2 separate regions of the Mus musculus genome follow, and region 1 is linked to region 2. The links are chromatin contacts, called in public HiChIP or PLAC-seq maps. All regions are on one chromosome and are shown on one strand. Each heading gives the region's core, a stretch centred on a gene start, on an enhancer-like site or on the middle of the called end of the contact. The rest is flanking DNA. Distances are from core to core; before and after follow the strand shown.

What was found. HiChIP or PLAC-seq counts read pairs in DNA pulled down with a chosen protein or histone mark.
Region 1: an H3K27ac HiChIP or PLAC-seq map of embryonic stem cells shows a contact between it and region 2, with 5 read pairs. The contact joins the enhancer-like site here to the promoter of Trpc2 in region 2. A contact is called at or near these places in 7 of 39 promoter capture datasets (the C10 cell line, cranial neural crest, embryonic stem cells and 3 more), 1 of 15 datasets of contacts at CTCF or cohesin (CD8 T cells), 3 of 484 Hi-C or Micro-C datasets (CD8 central memory T cells, granulocyte-monocyte progenitors and muscle stem cells), 6 of 115 datasets of contacts at active chromatin or transcription factors (bone marrow-derived macrophages, embryonic stem cells and pancreatic cancer cells) and 3 of 9 other capture datasets (adipose tissue, liver and pancreatic islet).

The regions. Positions count from the first base shown.
Region 1 is chr7:102,199,344-102,202,868 of GRCm38.p6, forward strand. All of the region lies in intron 1 of Nup98 (nucleoporin 98), which reads right to left. Among named protein-coding and RNA genes, the nearest start is that of Nup98, 9.1 kb to the right of the region's middle. Within about 2 kb of position 1,963, at least 20 of the 459 cell types and tissues checked have an H3K27ac peak or open chromatin away from gene starts, as enhancers often do. A contact at or near this core is called in embryonic stem cells, where this site is marked.
Region 2 is chr7:102,081,803-102,085,355 of GRCm38.p6, forward strand. Trpc2 (transient receptor potential cation channel, subfamily C, member 2) reads left to right here and starts at 1,314. Exons shown (of 13, transcript NM_001109897.2): 1 at 1,314-1,384; 2 at 2,059-2,778. The coding sequence starts at 1,370. Xntrpc (Xndc1-transient receptor potential cation channel, subfamily C, member 2 readthrough) reads left to right here. Exons shown (of 22, transcript NR_104582.1): 10 at 239-639; 11 at 2,059-2,778. Xndc1 (Xrcc1 N-terminal domain containing 1) reads left to right here. Exons shown (of 11, transcript NM_001286689.1): 11 at 239-1,960. The coding sequence ends at 471.

The DNA.
Region 1 (3,525 bases), core at 713-3,212, 120 kb after region 2:
CAAAAACTAGTAAATACATACAGCTCTGCTCTTCAAATCATTTATTTTTCTCACTCTGCTGTGTAATACCATTGACTAAATGAAAACTGTCTACTTTTTATTCTTTATTGTTGCTGCCAAACAACCCAATTGACTCTATAGAACCCAGCTTCAGTATGGTATCTTTTGTAAGACTATACTAACTTCATTTAGTAATGGCATTCTTCTAAACATCCATAGCACAACATAAATTCATCAACCAATGTTGGTTAACACAACATCAACCATACTAGAAATATAGCTTAGTGGTAGAGTGCTTTTTCAGAGAATTAGGTTCATTTCTCTTCTACTACTAAGAAGAAAAGGTAATACATAAAAATAAAGACAGTGTCACACAGGCAATGGTCAGTTTTAATGCTTTCCTATTGTCTGTAAAGCCCAAGGCTCAATCCCATCACTATGCATATTCAAATATCGTTTCCTACTTTCTCACTTCTCTCACAGGAGATTATACCAAGAAAGTTTCCTACACCAACCTCTAAGGCCTGCCCACTTCAGAGTCTGCTGCCAGGAGCTTAACTTTATCCCATTGACAGCTAACCTGCTAAGGCTAGGGGCAATTATCCTTGTTGTTGTTGTTTTGAGATGGTACAGCTATCGAAGGCTGCCCTCAAACTTTCTGTGTACCATAGACTGACTTTGCACTGCTGATCTTCCTGCCTCTACCTCCCACGTATAGGATTCCAGGTGGTTGACTCTACAACAGGTTATTTTGGGTTTTTGAAACAGGATCACTTATAGCCCAGGCTGGCCTCAAACTCGCTATGTAGCCAAGAATGACACTGATCTTTCTTCCTCCATCTCCAAGGCAGTGCGACTACAGGTATATGCTAGCACATCAAATGACAAGAAACACAAGTTATGGTGGTACACTCTGGTAAGATATGATGACGTAGAAACAGGATAAAATGTAATCTCTTATGATAAAACAATTCATGATATTCCCATGGCTTAGATAAAATTTTCTACAAAAATTCATTTTTATCTTTATGAATTGATTTATTTACATTCATTTTGCATAAGACATTTTAAAAATGATCTTTAATTTCAGCCTTAATTTTCCTCTGCACTTTGTGCTTCAATAATCTTTATTATTTACTCTATATAATACCAAAAAAGTCAACACACATCAGTAATCTAACTCATAAACAGAAATATATTCCCCCAATGTCTGCAAGTTTGAACTCTAGATGGTGATGTCTTACTTTATCATATATCTAAATTTTGTACACTAAGTTAACTCTGGATACAACAACAAAATTAGTTTTCTACCTCAAAAAGTTAAACAACAACAAAGAACCAAACCTCTAAGCACTGACAATGTGAACGACTTTGTGAGGCTTCAAGGCCCCTCCCAGCTTGCTGCTTTCTAATTCTAAAACATTCTACAAATGTTAACTAAGTCTTCCTTTCTACTCCCCTGAACTCATTTGTAACAAAGTCAGCAAAGCGCAAACACAGTAGGCACCTGTAGATGCGCAGACTGAGAATTTACTTTCTACTTTACAAAGCACTTTTTTGTTTCTCTTTTAATACATGATAATACTAGAAAAGGGAGGAATCACTACCCATAGTTATTGAATTAATAAAAGAAATGAGTATGTTTTTGTTTGAGACAAGGTCTCAACAAGATCTCACACTAGTTCCAGGCTGCCCTGGACCTCACAGCACTCTTTCTGCAGAAGCAGCTGGTAAGTAAGCACTGTGTACTTTTTGTCTTGGATGGGGTAAGACAGACAGGAAAGGAGGCTAGGTAGAATTCCAGAAAGAACAAAGGACCTAGTCTTAACTTTAACATTTCTGAGGCTAGCCTTGAACTCCTTATTCTACCTCTGCTTCTGAAGATCTGGGAATTCAGGCATACCCACAAGCCCCAGAGTGAGGTGTTGCTACTTCACACCCTTAATCCCAGCACCAGGGAGGTAGGCAGACAGGTGGATCTCTTAACAGCCTGGTCTACAGAGGGTTCCAGAACAGCCAGGGCAACACAAGAGAAACCCTATCTTAAAAGCCAAAAAAAAAAAAAAAGGTAACTAACTAAATAGGTCCACCTGTCTCTCTACACTACCACCAACCACAACCCAGCAAAGACTGATTGTTTTATTTATTTGTTTATTCCTACACATTTATGCAACCTGTGTGTGGGTCCCCCTCAAGAGACAAAAGAGGGTGTAGGACTAGTTTGGAGCTAGAATTACAAGTAGTTGTGAGTCACCTGACATGACTGCTGGGAATAGAACTCAAGTACTCTCAAAGAGCCATCAAGTCTAACTGAACAGGTAATCTAGATTCAGTGGGAAATCCTGTCTCAAAAAATAAGATGTTAGGCCAGGCATGGTGTCACACACCTACAATCCTCCCACTGAGGAGGCAAGCAGGTTCAGCTCCATCTACACAGGCAGTTTCAGGTCAGCAAGGACAAATAGTGAGACTGTCTCAAAGAAAGGAAAAAAAATTTCAGGAGTAGTGGTCCACATCTTTTATCCAAACACTCAGGAGGCAGTCTGATCTACACAGAAAGTTCCAAGAGAGCCAGGACTACATAGAGAACATGTCTCAAAAAAAAAAAAAAAACAAAAACAAAAAACCTAGCCAACTAAATAAATAAATGAAAAGGGGGAGGATGTTAAAGGAGTGATTAAGAAAAACCTCTGCGCCGGGCGGTGGTGGCGCACGCCTTTAATCCCAGCACTTGAGAGGCAGAGACAGGTGGATGGATTTCTGAGTTCGAGGCCAGCCTGGTCTACAAAGTGAGTTCCAGGACAGCCAAGACTATACAGAGAAACCCTGTCTCAAAAAACCAAAAAAAAAAAAAAAAAAAAAAAAAGAAAAACCTCTGGCCTCTATGTACACATGCACATACACACACAGAAAAAGAATCTACATGGGGCTGGTGAGATGGCTCAGTGGGTAAGAGCACCCGACTGCTCTTCCGAAGGTCCAGAGTTCAAATCCCAACAACCACATGGTGGCTCACAACTATCCATAAGGAGATCTGACTCCCTCTTCTGGAGTGTCTGAAGACAGCTACAGTGTACTTACATATAATAAATAAATAAATCTAAAAAAAAAAAAAAAAAAAAAAAAAAACCTCTGACAAGAGGGTCAGATGTGCAGATATTAGCAACCACTGTATCAAAGGAAGTATGACCAAGTAATGAATAATGGTGATAGACATATTACAGGAGGATAAACTGTTTCCTTCACGAATAGGCAGCCAAAATTCAGATTCAATTTGAACTCAGAGATTAACTGCCTCTGCCTCCTGAATGCTGGGATTAAAGGCATGTGCCAGCATTGCTTGGCAATTTAAAGAATCTTTAGCTAATTAGAAAAAAAGAAAGAAAAGACAGATAAAAAGCAGCTGTCTTATGAAATAAAGAGCAGAGGGTATAGTAGAACCCTCCACTTCCAAAGCAGCTTTTTAATCAGTATAAAAATCACTGTCCAAGATCAATGTCTTCAAATTGTGACCCAAATATCTAT
Region 2 (3,553 bases), core at 64-2,563:
TCCAAGCCTGGCAGCAATGTTCTTTATGCTCATAGCTGATCTTTCCCAGTAGACTCAATGTTCTGTAAGGATGTCCATGTCCCTCTCCGCCTAGTAAATGTCTGATGGATGTCTGCAGACATATGATAGTGTCTCTCAGCAAGCACTTGCACTGTGGCAGCAGATACTCCCTTCAGCAACTGGGGATGGCAGCTTGCCTGGGAGCAGGCCCAGTTTAACTGTCTCCTTTTCTCCTTAGGTTTCTTCAGTATTGAGACTCTTCCCCAGCATGCTGCAACTTGTGGAGAGAGCCCCCCACCCCAGCCAGCTTCTCCTGCCTCCTTGTCTTCCTCGGAGTCCGTGCTGTGGGTCTCCTCCCCAGAGAGCTCGCCGCCACCTTCCTGGGTCCAGTGCCCTATCTGTGAATTACAGTTCTCAGCAAGAGAAATAGAAGAACATGCCAGCGTGTGTGGGGAAGTTTTGCCAGCCTGAGCAGTGACGTTCTGTTGACCCTTTATGTTGGAGCCTGGGGAATGGATCTCTGGTGGCTAAGAAGGGTTGGGTCCCCTCCCTCCAGCTATTACTCAGGACTCCGCCTGCCTGAGAACACTGTGGACCCAGCTTGCTCCCCATTCCTGTTGTCAAGGCTTTGTCACTATGGTACCCAATTCTCAAAGGATATTTTCCCCTTAGAACTTCTTTGGTAGAATTGATGATCTCTCCAAGGCCTTAGGATACTATCTAGAATGTGTTACCTAATGCCCATTTTCCTGAATGAAAAACTGAGGCTCAGTCAGGGGGAAATAATGGCTGGGAATTATAAAGTTATGCTGTTTGGGAAGATGAGTGAATGAGTCTTGAGTGTGAAACTAACGAGTTCCATATGACCTTGACCTTCTGTGTTCTTCATGGGTATCTGTCTCAGATGTAGTCAGATGACTCTGAAACTTTACTTCTCATGGGTGTGAAATGGATCTTCAGTAACATGAAAACCCTCTTCCTACTCACATGGTTCTTAAGGGAGCCAGAGAGATTCCTTTCTAAGGAGTAGATGATTCTGGGCATGGCTTGTAAGGGTTTGAGCAAATCTCATTCCAACTATTTGAGATAGTTGGACCACAGTGTCTCCCCTGGAGCTGTGGTAGTTCAATTCTGCTTTAAAGAATTGTGCACGCTTCCCTTTTTCCCCAGGAGACGTCATCATGTGGCACTAACACCCGTTCCCCTTGTCCCCAAGGTACGAGGCAGGGAGAGAGCAGCTGGTCCTGATGAAGGGAGGGCACAGGGTGGGGCTTTGGGTAGAAATAAAAGAGAATGCTAGGCACAGTCAAGGGAGAGGCAGAGCTGGAGTTCAAGCATTCAGCCCCTGCCCACAGAGGTGGGTGCAGCCATGGACCCCCTTTCGGTAAGAGACCCCTGCTTTCCTCCCCTCTTCATCCCAGTCCCCGGGGATGCAGGGACAGCCTGCTGCCAGACAAGTCTGGGATGCTGCTGCTGGTGGGAGAGCCCTCGGATCCCTGATCCAGGGCCTAGAAGAAAAGAGCAAAGGGCTGGGCCTGGTAGAAGAACAGGACCAAACACTAAGGAGTAGAGATGCTCCCCAAAGTAGAAGACAGATTGAGAGCGGGTGGTGGAAGGGAACATCTTAAGGTCCTGCTAGAGCCCTCTGCATAGACAAAGGGTTTAGGGAAAGCCCAGCTTGAAGACCCTCCATGTGTGCGTGTCTGAACTTGTCCTTCAGAGAGAGAAACAGCTAGAAGATCAAGCAAGCTGGGATCCTATTCTTGCCAGATTCTGTGTGCTTGTGTGTAGGTTAGGTACCTAGTGTGGCCCCGACCACCTACTCTAATCACCTCTTCAGGGAACTGACACTGGGCCCTGCTACGTGGGATTTTTTATAAGAGTGGAAGTGAGCAGAGTAAACACTCCCCACACTAGCGTTTCCTAAGTGAATCTACATAATAAAATGGTGAACAAGACAGTATGTGTTGCCGATCTGTGTTTGGGACGAGGAAGGCATGATAGCTGATTACAGAAGGTAATCTTGGGAACTCAGAGTGCTATCTCTCCTTCACCTAGCCACAGCCCAACTGGACTGAGATTGTGAACAAAAAGCTCAAATTCCCCCCCACACTCCTGCGTGCCATCCAGGAGGGCCAGCTGGGTCTTGTGCAGCAGCTGCTGGAATCCAGTTCCGATGCCTCGGGTGCTGGGCCAGGTGGTCCTCTGCGGAATGTGGAAGAGTCTGAGGACCGCTCCTGGAGGGAAGCCCTCAACCTGGCCATCCGCCTGGGCCACGAGGTCATCACTGATGTTCTGCTGGCCAATGTCAAATTCGACTTTCGGCAGATCCACGAAGCCCTGCTAGTGGCTGTGGACACAAACCAGCCAGCAGTGGTGCGTCGCCTGCTAGCGCGGCTGGAGCGGGAGAAAGGTCGAAAAGTAGACACCAAGTCTTTCTCTCTAGCCTTCTTTGACTCATCGATTGATGGCTCCCGCTTTGCCCCTGGTGTCACTCCACTCACACTGGCCTGCCAGAAGGACCTGTATGAGATTGCCCAGCTGCTTATGGACCAGGGCCATACCATTGCTCGGCCCCACCCAGTTTCCTGTGCCTGCCTCGAGTGCAGCAATGCCCGCCGATACGACCTGCTGAAGTTCTCACTATCCCGAATCAACACCTACCGAGGCATTGCAAGCCGGGCTCACCTCTCGCTGGCCAGTGAGGATGCCATGCTGGCCGCTTTTCAGCTCAGCCGGGAGCTCAGGCGCCTTGCACGAAAGGAGCCTGAGTTTAAGGTTTGTTACCCCCCCCCCCCATTTCTTAACTCCATCCTGCCCTCAGTGCCCTGTGTCTGTTGTTGCACTGGGACAGGATTGGGCTTTGTGGTGGCTGTTGTAGGAAGTTTGAGAAGTGGGAAACAGCAAGCAGGGATGGAGCCTCTTGTTTTAAGAACAACGATTTTATCCAGAACAGACTTTCATTCCAGTGACAGCCACTTATGTGAGGAATAAGTGGCTTCCACCTTAGGGTACTCTAGATCCATCTAAGGGAAGAGAGAAGACTAGAAAGCAGCTTAGATGGGACATTCAGTGAGTGTTCCCCTTAGGGATGCCCAGTGTATACGTACTGTGTGTTGGGACTCTCAAGCTTGTGATCATGAAAAGGGGGACAAGACGTTCCCAGGACTTTATTCAGCGCCTCTGCGGATGGTCCTGACAGGGCTTGCAAAGCACAGAAAACAGGAAAAGAAAGAGCAACCTGCGGCTTCTGTGTTTTGGAAAAATTCTTAGGGGAAGAGGTGTCTAAGCTTGGCTGTGGAAGGGACTGGTTAGAGAAGATGAGCAGCGAAGGTGGTTGAAGTGGAGCTGAAGGCCTAGCGAGTGGTACATAATGAGGCTGGAGACAGCTCAGTTGGCAGAGCACCCGTGCATGGGCTGGACTTTCATCCCCAGCACTGTGTGGTGGGTCACACCTGCGATCCCAGCACCTGGGTCGTAGAGAGCTCAAGAGCATCTTTGGTAAGTTTTAGGCCAGCCTGGAATACATGAGACCTTACCTCAACAACCCTAC